Regions from separate parts of the Mus musculus genome. Here all the other regions are linked to region 1. A link is a contact called in public HiChIP or PLAC-seq data. All regions are on one chromosome and are shown on one strand. Each heading gives the region's core, a stretch centred on a gene start, on an enhancer-like site or on the middle of the called end of the contact. The rest is flanking DNA. Distances are from core to core; before and after follow the strand shown. Region 1 overlaps Rgs6 (regulator of G-protein signaling 6). Region 2 overlaps Rgs6 (regulator of G-protein signaling 6). Region 3 overlaps Rgs6 (regulator of G-protein signaling 6).

Region 1 (4,298 bases), core at 1,063-3,562:
ACCTCGTGAGCACCCAGAGAGGTTGCCACCCACTTCACCATCTCCCTGTTAACTGAACACCTCTGAGGTCCTAGGACCATGCCCGGTTCTTAGGCTTCAGCAGAGAGCAAAACGGACCTTCCATTCCGTTTCCCTGCCTCTGTTCAGTTTGTCTTTCGCCAGAGCAGTGGTTCTCAACCTTCCTAGTGCTGCAACCTTTTAATTCAGTTTCTCACACTGTGGAGGCCCCTAACCATAAAATATTTTTGTTGTTACTTTATAACTGTAACTTTGCTACTGCTGTGAATCATAATATAAATATCTGGTATGCAAGATCTCTGATACACAATTCCCGTGAAAGGGTTGTTCGGCCCCCAAACCACTGCACTAGAAGCAGACTGGCAAAAACCAGTAGAAACCAAATATTGAACTTGTATTTTAGGTAAGCATTTACTAATACTTTGTTTATTATTCCTCTCCCAGTAGGACTTCTGAGATACCTCAACTATCCCCAACTGGTTTAGATGTGAGAAAATAAGGTATTTTTAAAAATCACTTTTCCCCCAGAACCAATGTTTGCTCCCTGGAGGAACAGAGAGAGGCCTTATGAATCAAAGCTGGCTTCTAAGGTCACTCAGTGCGAGCACCCACCGTGCTATGGTCTAGAAGGTCCACTCAGTGCTAGCACTCCATGTAGCCCCTCCTAGGCTAGTCTCAAGCGTCTGCTGATCTGGGCCTCCATCTGGAGGTACTGAAGGAAAACTCACTTGTGCTGGTATCAGAATTAGGTTCCTTGTAGCTGTAGCACTGAAGGCCGGCACCTCACCTTGCTGCTGTGAGTCCAGGACAGGATCACACAGGCTGTCCATACACTTTAACATGCAGGCTCCTCAACCTTCAGATAACCAGGTACGCAAACTAGTTCTCAATTGCTACTAACCAGGGAACGCGCTTGGCTTTTCAAGGGCCATATGATTAGGCCAGACCCATCCAAACAACATCCCTGGCCATAAATCTATGTCATGTAACATACCTAATCACAGAAGCAAAATTAATCACATCTGTGGAACCAGAGATCATGCATAGCATGAGTGTCCTTGGGGAACCCACCCCAGAGCCCCCGTAAAACGCCAAACAATTGATTTCATTTGGAGTGATAGCTTTTCTTTTCCTTTTCTATCTTCTTTTTGGGCAAACATATTTACGTTCTCATTTACTACTAGGCCACACACCGTGGCGTTGTCACAAGGCTAAATGTCTTCATTGTTTAAGTTTTCAATTGCTGGGTCATTTAGTTCCAAGCTTTATGATGTTTTCCTTAAATGGATTAAAACAACAACAAAGAAAAACAAAAACAAAAAAAACCCCATAGAACATTAAAATTGCAAGCATATCTTCCAAAGATAACCAACATACCGGACAAGTGCATACTTTTGTTAGTTATTATATGAAAGCTAATTCCATGTTTGATGAAGTAAGTTGCTGGAGTTGATAGCGTCGGGTGGCATTTGTTGGAGCCGGGGCGGTAGAACTTTACTCTGATAGATTAGGATAAGTTTTCTGTAGTTGGCCAGCCTGTAATGTGGCTAATCCCAAGGAGGAAAGCAGGGCGAGCTGCCTCTGCTAGCTTCCCACTGTTGCCTGAACACCTGATCACAAACTTAGTGACTGAAAGCAGAGCTGTTTACTGTTTTTTGCCAGAGCTGAGAAGTCTGGAGTGGCTGGAGAAGCTGAGTCCTCTCACGTTCCTAGGAGAGACTCAATGGCTTGGCTCTTGCAGCTCTAGGCTGCATGCGATCTTTAGCTTCTAGGCCCTACCTTATTGCAACCACATCTGCCATACAACTCCTTCGCTGGCTCTGAGCACCACCCTCTCCACTGCCTATGAATGACTCTGGGTCAGCTCATAGCATAGTTTAGGATAACATGCCATCTCTTTGAATACATAGAGTAACATAAGCTCTAGATATCTGAATGGTCAGGCACATGATTCCAGGGCTTTATGCTACCTATTGCATAAGCCTTGGGAGGTCTGAAGGAAGTTATGTGTTCTTGATTGTTCTGTGGCCTGTAAGTTCACTCTCAAAGGAACTGCAGTGGTGCCCTAGGGGATAGCTTACTCACCAAGGGCAGATATTAGACTTCCTTCTAATGCATTGTCCTATGGGTTCATATAGAGAAAACAAAAGCCATGTAGAGTCATATCTAAGGGATGACACAGGAAGAAAGGAATCTTTGCTCTGATCTCCAGGGACGATCTAGGCAGAGCCAATAGTATAGCCTTTACTCACAGTTATTAGCACTGCATTGTGATCGCAAGCCCAGCTATTAAGTGCATTTCTGAGTCATTCTACACAGTAAAGAGGGAAATAGATGTCCTCTTGCAGCAGGCACAGGTCTGTGTGCTTTTGCTTCAACTTCCATGAGTGCACGGCAGGGTCAAGGACATCCTTCTACACCCGCCTTCAGTGACAGCCTTTGAAAGTTGAGCCAACCCTGTGCAACTGCCATAAATGGTTTCGGATCAGCTCAGAGGCACTGTGCCATTTCCTAGAAGTCCTGTAGGCCCACTCTTGGTGACAAAGGTTACCTTGGGAGATTACAAGAAAGGCATTAGAAGCCATTGCATGGAACTAATGCTTTCTTAAGGCAGGAATGTTTATTGGCTGCTGGTGCCCATATTTCCTCTCATCTTTTATTACTTTCCATCTTAATAGGGCCTTTGCACCATTCCACAGTGCATGGATACAGGCAGCACAGTGGCTTTCATTTCCTGTGTCTACATACTACTTGCTAGACCCGCTGTCTACACTCACGCTGGGTTAGCTGTTGACCCAATTTAATGCCTGGCTGGAAAATTTCCTCTCTGTTGTGATTAAAAGGGAAGGAAGTAGGAAGAGAGAGATGATTCAGTGACATGTATATTATAATTCTTTGATGAAAGGAAGAAAGGGAGTAGTGATGGAGGCTGTCTAATGATCCATAGGCTTAGGATTTCACTGTAGGCTTGAGCTTCTGACCCACAATGCAGTTGTAGTTGTTGGAAGCCCAGAAGACTCATGCTCAATTATATGCAACCACATACATCTCTTGAGTCAATTTTTCTTAAAGCTATATTTTACCTCCCAAACCACTATTAAATATCATATTCAACCAAATACCCTGGCATCATTCTTTCGGATAACTTACCAATTTAGTGGGGAAAAGGCAGGCATACTAAGGTAGACAACACATTTGCCATCATTGGGGAAGGCTAGGTGGGCTGGACTCAGAAGTGAGCTAAAGGGGAAAGGTTGCAGATAGAATTGTGTGTCACATGGCATGCTGCACATTATTCCAGCACTTGGATGCAGGATACAACAGCAGTACATGTTCATAGGGCACCCTCTCTGGTGTTCAGTACATTTCCTGTAGGCTGTAACTGCAAGGGGCGTTAAGAATGTCTTGTCTATTACTATCATTTTATGCCCTGAGCTATTCAATAACAGCCAATCCATTCAGCAGTTTCTTCACAGATGGGGGAATGAAAGTCAGTGTATCTAGAATACCAGGCACGTGGACCTTCTGTGTGGTGCACTGTCCTGCTGGGCCAAATAATGGCGGCTGCACGTGGAATTAAGATCTCAGGTGGTTTTTTTTCAAAAGCCAGGTAACCTTGGTCTCCTCTGAGCCTCAGGTGCTTCTCTCCAGTGCTGACCATATTTATTACGTTAGGTGGTTTTAGAGACTGTGTGTGAGAGTATATGGTAGGGAGGATGATGTCTTTCTGTTCCTACCCCTGATCCAGTTGGCCTGACCCAGGAGTTTACTCAGTCAGGTCACATGGCAAGAGGAAATTAGGGTGGCTAATGACTTATAAGATGGAGACTGTCCTAGAGAATCCCCAGTTTAGCCCATTGATGTTATAGGAGTCCAAAAAAATGGGTGAAGAAAGTAGGGGGGAGGAAGGAGGCAAAGGTTATTGTGGGGCCATGTAAGAGGGACTTCACTTCCTGGGGTTGGCTTTGAAGAGGGAAGGGATAAAGAGCCAATGTAAGGTGCTAACTTCAAGATACTTGAAGAAACAGGAAACAGATTCCCCCTGGAGCCTTCAGAAGAGAACATCTTGATTTTAGCCACGTGACACCTGTGTCAGATTTTCTAACCTCTAGAACACAAAAGAGAACAGAGTTGTATAGTTATAAACCAGTACACTATCTCTCGGTGCTGAGGACAGAACTCTCATGTAGGCCACTGAGCTCTAGCCCCAGCCCAATAAAGCCACAAAGTGTGGCCATTTGCCACAGAAACCAGAGAAGACTGGTGTGGGCTGTGATGAC
Region 2 (4,298 bases), core at 615-3,114, 200 kb after region 1:
TAATACGTCAGGCAGGAGAGCTGGCATCTATTAGCCCAGTGGGAGCTGGGGTGGGGGTTGGGGGCGGGGACAGTACCAGGAGGATCTCTGGGATTCCTAGCCACCCAGTCTAGCTGAACCACTAAATTTGGTGAATGAGAGACTGTCTCAAACTGTAAGGTGGAAAGACTGAAGAAACACACTTGACTTTTATCTCTGGTCTACACACATAGACACAAACACATACTGGCACACACACCTGCACATAAATGCACACACACATATGCATAGACACACAAAAGAAGAAAAGGGGAAATTTATATTCCTGACCCCATGTCTCCTCAAAAAAAAAAAAAAAAAAGAAAAGAAAAGAGAATAGAAAGTATAGGAAAAAATGGAAACACAAAAACATCCATGCTAGATGAGAAAGGTGTATTTTCAAGGTTTGCCAGCCCGATGTTTAATAAAAGTGGTAATTATCACATTTTAGTTTCAATTCAGATGGCTCTGCTTCCATCCAACATATGGTGATGATTAGGGAAAATTCCCCCTAAAAACACAAAGTATATGAAAGTACTAGGCAGCTTTTTAATGTGTGTGTGTGTGTGTGTGTGCGTGTGCATGTGCGTGTGTGTGTGTGTGTGCATAATTAACCTGATTATTACACTTGATCTGTCTAGTGATACCCAAGATATTATAAGTATAATAATATTTACTTATTACTTTAAGTATAGATCCATAGTTAAACATGTTTTACCACTTCCATAGCTTTGACGAGGAAAATTTTACATTTCTAAAGCAATTTTACGTATGATTTCATACATGTCTGTGATTTATTTTAATCATACCTGTACCTCCTCACTGCCCTGTTCCAACTTCTCCAACATCCCCCTGACGACACTTCTCCCTCAATTGTTTGATAACCCCAATTTTGGATTTTTAATAAGCCACTGTGTTGGGTTAATGCTTCATCTACGTGGATGCGTGTGAAGCCATCCAATGAAGCAGGTCCCAGATGACAATCTGGAGAAAGTAGCTGTCACCTGCCAATAGCTCCCAGCTAGTGGTGGGGCCTCATGAGCCATCTTTCTCTATTTACATCAAAGCAAGTTTTTTTATTTTGAATTTCTGATTGTTTTTAAGTGCTTGGGTATAGTGTATGCATGTTCATGTGCATGTATGCATGTGCATGTGTGTGTTTCTCTGTGTGTGTGCATGTGTGTGTTTCTGTGTATGTGCATCTCTGTGTGTGTGTTTATATGCACGTCTGTGTCTGTATCTGTGTGTCTGTGTGTCTGTTTGTCTATGCATGGATAGTTGGCTGGGGAGTTGAGAGGTCAGCACTGGGTTATCTTTCCCAATGGCTCCCAAACCTTATTTCTGGGACAGAATCTCTCACTGAAACTGATGTCATGGTTCTCGACTGGCTGGCCGGTAAGTCCCAGCAATCCCCCCACCTCTACCAGCACTGAAATGAGAGGCACAAGCCAAATGCGCAGTTTCTAATGTAGGTGAGTAGGATCTAAACCCATGTTTTCATTTCTAGTGCTTTATTAACAGAGCCGTCTCCCCAGCCTGAACTCACTCATCCTTCTCAAGAAAAAAATGTGTGACTAGTCAAGAGTGAAGAACTTTGCTATTGACTGACAACCAAATGGATGGCACCTAGTTAATGGTGGCTCACATGTGACTTGCCGGTAGCTTCCTTTACTGTGCCAACTCAGACCTTATCTCCTAGCTTTATCTCCTTTGATGAGGCTCAGTGGCGCCACAGCAATGACAGCCCTGAGATTCTGGCCTGCCAGTCACACTGCCACCATGCAGTGACACTCGGTGGGATCCAAGGCTTCCTGAGTGTTCAGCGCGGCTTCCTCACTCGTCTCCTTTTATGGTTGAAGACACAGAAATAGTTGACTCATTTGAATGACTTAACCGAGAATATCAGCATGAATATACTGGTACAAAAATGAGTTGAACTCATACTTGAAAAGTACATTTCCCCCAGCCACGCAGCAGCAAAAGCAAGTGATTTTAAAATGTCTCTTTTTGAAATTAAATTGGAGAAAAGCTGCCAAGTTCTCAATTCAAAGGTATTTCCAGCTCCCTCCCTCCAGGATCTCAACTCAAACAATACAACTTCTAAGGTCTCTACATCTTGATCACCTTTTCACGGACCACCTCTTTTATCTCAGCATCTCCTTCTTTCCCAGCCTGGCATATACTGCCACCCCAGAGTCTCCTTAGATTCCCCCATCTCTGCTTATCCCTACTTCCCATTATTCAGTTGGCAAAACTACTATCACGATCAGACCTGATCCTTCTTAGATTGCCTTCGGCCCCAGCTGTGAGGGAAAATAAACAACTACACTGCCGTGTTTGGTTTCAAAGATATAACACAAATCTCAAAGGGCTTTCGGCCCCACTAAGCAATCTGATCACTCTTTCTTGGCCAACTTCTGTTACTGCAGGGAAAGTACGTCACGCATCCACCCCTCCCTTGGATGCAGCTGTGGATGTTGACTTTCATTTCCTTCAAACACAGAAGCAAACAGGGGACAACCTCAGCATCTCTCCACAGACCTCAGCTGCTCACCTATGTGTGCTGCACAAATCTAGAACAGGCTGTGCTTGAGCTCCAGCTATCACTCAATAACTTATATCACATCTTTCTTGTGGCCTTAAGGAGGTCTCTTACCAATTCCTTTATTTTATTTTATTTTTTTTTTTACAAAATATTGCCCATCAATTTTCTAGTATATTAGAACAAACGCCATCTAAGAGAAGCTAGAATTTTGGGCTGCCTAGATGCTCAGTGGACAAAGGCACTTGCTGGTGACCTGAGTCTGAGTGAGGGGTTGAAAACACATGGTGAGAGGAGAGAACAAACCCCGATGTCCTCTGACATCCACATACTTGGGTCATGCATGTTCTCTCTCTCTCTCTCTCTCTCTCATGCACAAACACACGCACACACACATCAATAAATCAAAATAGTCTTTGAAGATTTAAAGAGATCTACCTTTTAAAACAATTTGGATTTTTTTTTTCTATCTTCACTCTTCTCCTTCCCACCTCCCACCCCATGAGACCAAATGTCTCACGAGCCATAGATTTGTCTCATCTTTTGTTCTTTGCTGAACCAAGTCCCATCAGATGTTCATACGCCCATCCACTGGTCCTTTTGTTGTTGGTGGCTCCATGGTCCCCACAGCCACATAGAAAGCATTCAGGTGTCATGTTCGGCCATCCACTCTGATGGTTATTCCACCCCCTTTCTTAGCTCTTCTCGTAGCTTTGGGACACTTCTCTTGTCTGGCTGCCCAACTCTTCAGTCTTTTCAGCTGGTTCCTTTTAGTTCCAACAAGCTATCGGTGTTGTGAGCATGGTGGGACTCAGTCCTTCTCCCTCTCTACTTATTCACTTAGGGTTTCAACCAATCATGTAGGGCTAGGCTAACTACCAATAACAGCAGACAAGGAGGTACACTCCTTTAACTACAGCACGCATGAGACAAGGGCAGGAGGACCCTGTGTTTAGAACCAGCCTGTTCTACATAAGAAGACCTGTCTCAGAAAAAAAAAATCCACCTATGCTCCAAATATCCAGTTTTACTTCTTTATACCTAGCCTCGAACTCTATGCTCATATACGCAATGGCCATGTTCCTCTATCTAGGTAAAGCATATTAAAACAGCGTTATTTCCTCTGTGAAAACAGTATCATCAACCATACTGATGTTCTCAAAGCAGCTGAAAACCTTTAGAAATATGACCTAAATTAATCACATTTCACAACTTCCATTTACCAACTGCATTCTTTTTTATTAGTATTATTATTATTATTTTTATTACGTATTTTCCTCAATTACATTTCCAATGCTATCCCAAAAGCCTCCCACACCCTCCCCACCCCACTCCCCTACCCACCCATTCCCATTTTTTGGCCCTGGCGTTCCCCTGTACTGGGGCATATAAAGTTTGCCTGTCCAGTGGGCCTCTCTTTCCAGTGATGGCCGACGAGGCCATCTTTTGATACATATGCAGCTAGAGTCAAGAGCTCCTGGGTACTGGTTAGTTCATAATGTTGCACCTACAGGGTTGCAGATCTCTTTAGCTCCTTGGATACTTTCTCTAGCTCCTCCATTGGGGGCCCTGTGATCCATCCAATAGTTGACTGTGAGCATCCACTTCTGTGTTTGTTAGGCCCGGCCTAGTCTCACAAGAGACGGCTATATCACAGTCCTTACACCAAATGCTTGCTAGTGTATGCAATGGTGTCATCATTTGGAGGCTAATTATGGGATGGATCCCTGCATATGGC
Region 3 (4,298 bases), core at 778-3,277, 180 kb after region 1:
CTGGTCTTTTTGCTAATTGTGGCCTTCTGGAGTCTTGGGAAGACAGGAATCTCTGGTAAAACCCCAAGGATCCCATCGCCATTCATACCCATGGAGCTCAGCAAAGACTAAAAGAAATGCCCATAATCCCAGAACTGGAGAGATCGGAGCAGGAGATTGCAGAGTTCAAGATTATCCTGAGGCCATATCTTTTAAAAAGTCACTTTCTAACAGCCCCATTGATGTCTTGGAATGTACAACTTCAGAACCAGGACACTAGACTATCAGAGACCAAGACCACGGTGAAGCCATATTCAGGAGATCCAGCTCCCATACCAGAGCAAGAACACAGGAGAGAGCCCCTTGAGAACGGCCAACTTGGACTCTGTGACTTGTCACACAGCAGTACCCAGAAGAGCATGAGGGGAAAAAAGAGAAACTCTGGAAATCAAGTCTTTTCTCCCTGCAACATTCCAGCGAGGGACACCGGAAGTCTCAGCCCCACTAGAGGTTTCACTGTTTGGTGGTAATTATCATCAGATTGCTGTCCCTAGTGATCTCGGGCCCCCAAAACATGCATATTCTGTGAGTGTCTGGTGAATTAGTAAGCTCTGTTTCAGATGTCTATATTTTTCTGTCATTGTTCTCAAGGTTGGGTTTTATCAGGGAGAAAACCATTAGAAGTTTTTTTTTGTTTTTTTTTTTTTTTTTTTTTTTTTTTTTTTTTTCCTGAAATAAACTAGACGACTTCACCTCCACTAACATCCTTCAAGGCCAGGTCAACAAGCAAGTGTGTCAACGCAGATGGTGTCCTTGCGTTCCTTGCCTTTCCACGTCAGTGGCATACCACACAGAAACCCCAGCTGGATAGGAGGCAGCATGTATGTTCATATTTGATATCTGACAGACACTTCTCGTGTCTGATATATAGAAGGCTGGTGGTTAGCATTATGGACCCTTATCAACATGCACCCCCTTCATGCTTTGTTTGAAATCCTACTGTGTCAACTGAATTGCCAACTTTCTGAGCTTTCAGACGGGTGCAGCCGTGTGACATCACTGGGCATTTAGAAGAGAGAGAGCAACCTCTCTACTGGGGAGTTGTCTATGAGCCTTTCTTATCCTGATGGAGAGAGCTGTGGCCCACACAGTATGCACCTCCCTCTGGGAATATCAGCAGCCACAGCAGCCGTGAGGCAGTAACCTAAAACAGTGATGAGAATGGAAGAAAAAGGATATGTGAATAGATGACATACCAGGTGCTCTTAGCACCATAGAATCCCTTTCATACTACCTGCATCCAAACATATTTTTGCTTTAACAACTATTTCTACGTTGATAATTTACTAATGTCAAGGTTGGGCTGAAATGGCTCGGTCAGTGAAGCTCTTGGTCTCACACACATGAGGACCTGAGTTTGGAAACTCAGAACCAATGTGCAAAGCTGGTGGGACACACTTGTGACCTCAGTGACGGTGAGATAGGAGACAGGGATGGGCCATGGGGGCTCACTGGCCAACTCACCTTAGCCTACTTGGTGAAGCCCTGGACAGTGAGAGATCTTGTCTCAAAAATAGGGGGGGAAGATGCCTAATTATGACAGCTGAAGTTGTCTTCTGACTTCTACACACATACATGTACACACCACACACACACATGCACATAGACCCACACATGCACACACACATATACACACCTACACACACACACACACACACACACACACACACACACACACACCAGAAGCTCTTCTCATACTGTACTCAATCACAGCTGCTCAACAAGTTTTCTTCAGCTTGTACTATATAGTTCAGGCAGTAGATGAGGCTTCTCTCTGCTTCTTCATCTGCCCTTTGAGATAAGTAATATATTCCCACCTAGGGCCAGGCCCTTAAGAACCACTCAGCCAAGAGAAAAATCAGATGCTCAGACTGACCATCAAAAACACATCAGAGAAAAGATGAATGGCTGGGTGTTCAAAAGCACAGCCAGTGAGAAAAGTGCCTGAGTGACTGGAAGAGGCTGGCTCCTCTCCCTCGATTGCTAGGGACAGCAATCACATGGCAATAACTGGAAAACACTTGTAAGAACAACTGCTACGGCTGTCAAACGTCTCTGCCTCAAGCTGGCACATAGTCACCCACAAACCTCCACTTATTGTCCCTCCTGCTCTTCTGTGGTTATCAGAGTCCCATAATTAAGGCATAAAGAAAGTAAACAATGTCACAGCAAACGAGATGCCTTTAAAAGGAGAGTAGAGTTAAGGCAAGGCAAATGTTGCTAAAGATAGCGGCACAGCCACTTGGAAACACTGAGGTGTGTGTGTGTGTGTGTGTGTGTGTGTGTGTGTGTGTGTGTGTGTTGGCGATTAAAAAGACAATTGTGGGCTGAATATTTAGAGGGCTCTTGATGAATAATCAGGTAACTTGGAGAAGTCACTGTATGACCAAGCAAGCATACCAATATGTAGAGCTTTATATAAACTGTGGAAAAGCAAGATCTTTATAATGGAAAAGCCACAGTTGAGATGATTGACAACTTACAGACACTGTCTTTTCTACGAGCTCTGCCCTCTCAGTTACTTCCAAAGTGATGGGTTGTTATACAGAACAAGGTATAGGCAGACAGGCAGACAGGCAGACAGGCAGACAGGCAGGCAGGCAGGCATACACAGACAAACAGACAGACAGACACACACACATACAAACATGGAAAGTTAGTTAAGCTATTCCAGCGACTGTAGCAAGGGACAACATTGGGATGTGAGATTCCCAGTTAATGAGTGAAAAGAGAAATACTTGTTAAGCTAACAAGCCTGCCTGCAATGACCATGAAAATTATAGAAAGGACAGCATGCTGAGAAACAAGAGAGTGGACAGATGGGATGAAATCAGATTTAGAAATTCAAGTAAATAAACTGGAGCAACATAAATTTTAAAAATGGTATGTGGTAAACTAGCGAGCCGTGTCTACAGAATAATATTCTTATTTTCAAATGTGTGAGGTGACAGTACAGTTGCATTAAAGCATCGCTGACATAGTGGTTGTCTTTGGAGATAAATGGAGACACAATGAGAGAGACACGGAAGGCATCACCTATAGTGCTCTGCTTCTAAGGGCAACACCACCCCCTAACACACACACACACACACACACACACACACACACACTGTGCTGGAGAGTCTTATGTCAATTTTACACAGGAACTAGAGTTATCTGAAAGGAAGGAACCTCAATGGAGAAAATGCATTCATAAGATCGAGAGGGACAGCATTTTCTTAACTAGTGATTGATGGAGGAGGGCCCAAACCATTGTGGTGCCATCTCTGAACTGGTGGTCTTGGGTTCTATAAGAAAGCAGGCTGACAAGCCATGGGAAGCAAGCCAGTAAGCAGCACCCTTTAATGGCCTCTGCATCAGCTCCCTGTCCTGACTTCCTTCCATGATGAACAATGATACGGAAGTGTAAGCCAGATAAACTCTTTCCTTCCCAACTTGCTTTTTGGTCATGGTGTTCCATCACAGCAATTGAAACCCTAAGACACACACACACACACACACACACACACACACACACACACACACCATTCCTTGAAAAACAGAGACAGGAAGATGGCCACAAGTTCATCTTCCTGCTCTACATATATACTGAGTTCCAGGCCAGTCAGGGTTATCCAGAGGAATTCTGTCTCAAACATAAACCAAGAAATAATAGTCTGAGAAATGTCCACTGAGGTACCCAAGAAGCCATGGAGACACAATTATTACATGACATACTACATCACCCTGGATGGGACTCTGGAGTAGAAAAGGGACATCTAGTAAAAGCCAAGGAAGCGTGGGGAACACAGCTGTGGCTTGGACTTGATGATGTCTCAGTGTCAGCTCACAGTGTTTAAGAAATGTGCTGTGGGACTTTAAGATGCCAGTGGCCAGGGGCATTGTGGGAGCTCTTCCTCTTTCTACAACTGCTGCAACTTTCTGCAAATGGAAACCATTTTAATATATCCAGTTTCAGAAGTAGCAAAGCATCCAGGTATGCAGTTACAGTCAGGTGACTAGAGATAGCAACTGTGAAGTATATTATCTCAAAGCCAGCTCACATAAAGGGTTTTAAATATTCTCACCACAAAGAAATAATGAGCAGTTGAAAAAAAAAACAAACAAATGCTTAATATGCTTTAAATATCATACAACATATATACACATTTTGAAATAGTATGTTAATAACATTTTACTATTATTTTATCTACCTTTTTCATTGTATTATATATCTATTTCTTTATATAATAAATAGTTTTATATAATACTTACTATGC

What was found. HiChIP or PLAC-seq counts read pairs in DNA pulled down with a chosen protein or histone mark.
Region 2: an H3K27ac HiChIP or PLAC-seq map of heart atrium shows a contact between it and region 1, with 6 read pairs. The contact joins two enhancer-like sites. A contact is called at or near these places in 2 of 484 Hi-C or Micro-C datasets (cerebral cortex and nephron progenitors) and 1 of 115 datasets of contacts at active chromatin or transcription factors (heart atrium).
Region 3: an H3K27ac HiChIP or PLAC-seq map of heart atrium shows a contact between it and region 1, with 7 read pairs. The contact joins two enhancer-like sites. A contact is called at or near these places in 5 of 484 Hi-C or Micro-C datasets (cerebellar granule neurons, cerebral cortex, liver and 2 more) and 1 of 115 datasets of contacts at active chromatin or transcription factors (heart atrium).

Annotation. Positions count from the first base shown.
Region 1 is chr12:82,933,740-82,938,037 of GRCm38.p6, reverse strand. All of the region lies in intron 2 of Rgs6 (regulator of G-protein signaling 6), which reads right to left. 1700085C21Rik (RIKEN cDNA 1700085C21 gene) reads left to right here. Exons shown (of 3, transcript NR_046045.1): 2 at 463-518. Among named protein-coding and RNA genes, the nearest start is that of 1700085C21Rik, 3.3 kb to the left of the region's middle. Within about 2 kb of position 2,312, at least 23 of the 459 cell types and tissues checked have an H3K27ac peak or open chromatin away from gene starts, as enhancers often do. A contact at or near this core is called in heart atrium, where this site is marked.
Region 2 is chr12:82,729,372-82,733,669 of GRCm38.p6, reverse strand. All of the region lies in intron 2 of Rgs6 (regulator of G-protein signaling 6), which reads right to left. Among named protein-coding and RNA genes, the nearest start is that of Gm22149, 41 kb to the left of the region's middle. Within about 2 kb of position 1,864, at least 7 of the 459 cell types and tissues checked have an H3K27ac peak or open chromatin away from gene starts, as enhancers often do. A contact at or near this core is called in heart atrium, where this site is marked.
Region 3 is chr12:82,752,415-82,756,712 of GRCm38.p6, reverse strand. All of the region lies in intron 2 of Rgs6 (regulator of G-protein signaling 6), which reads right to left. Among named protein-coding and RNA genes, the nearest start is that of Gm22149, 18 kb to the left of the region's middle. Within about 2 kb of position 2,027, at least 7 of the 459 cell types and tissues checked have an H3K27ac peak or open chromatin away from gene starts, as enhancers often do. A contact at or near this core is called in heart atrium, where this site is marked.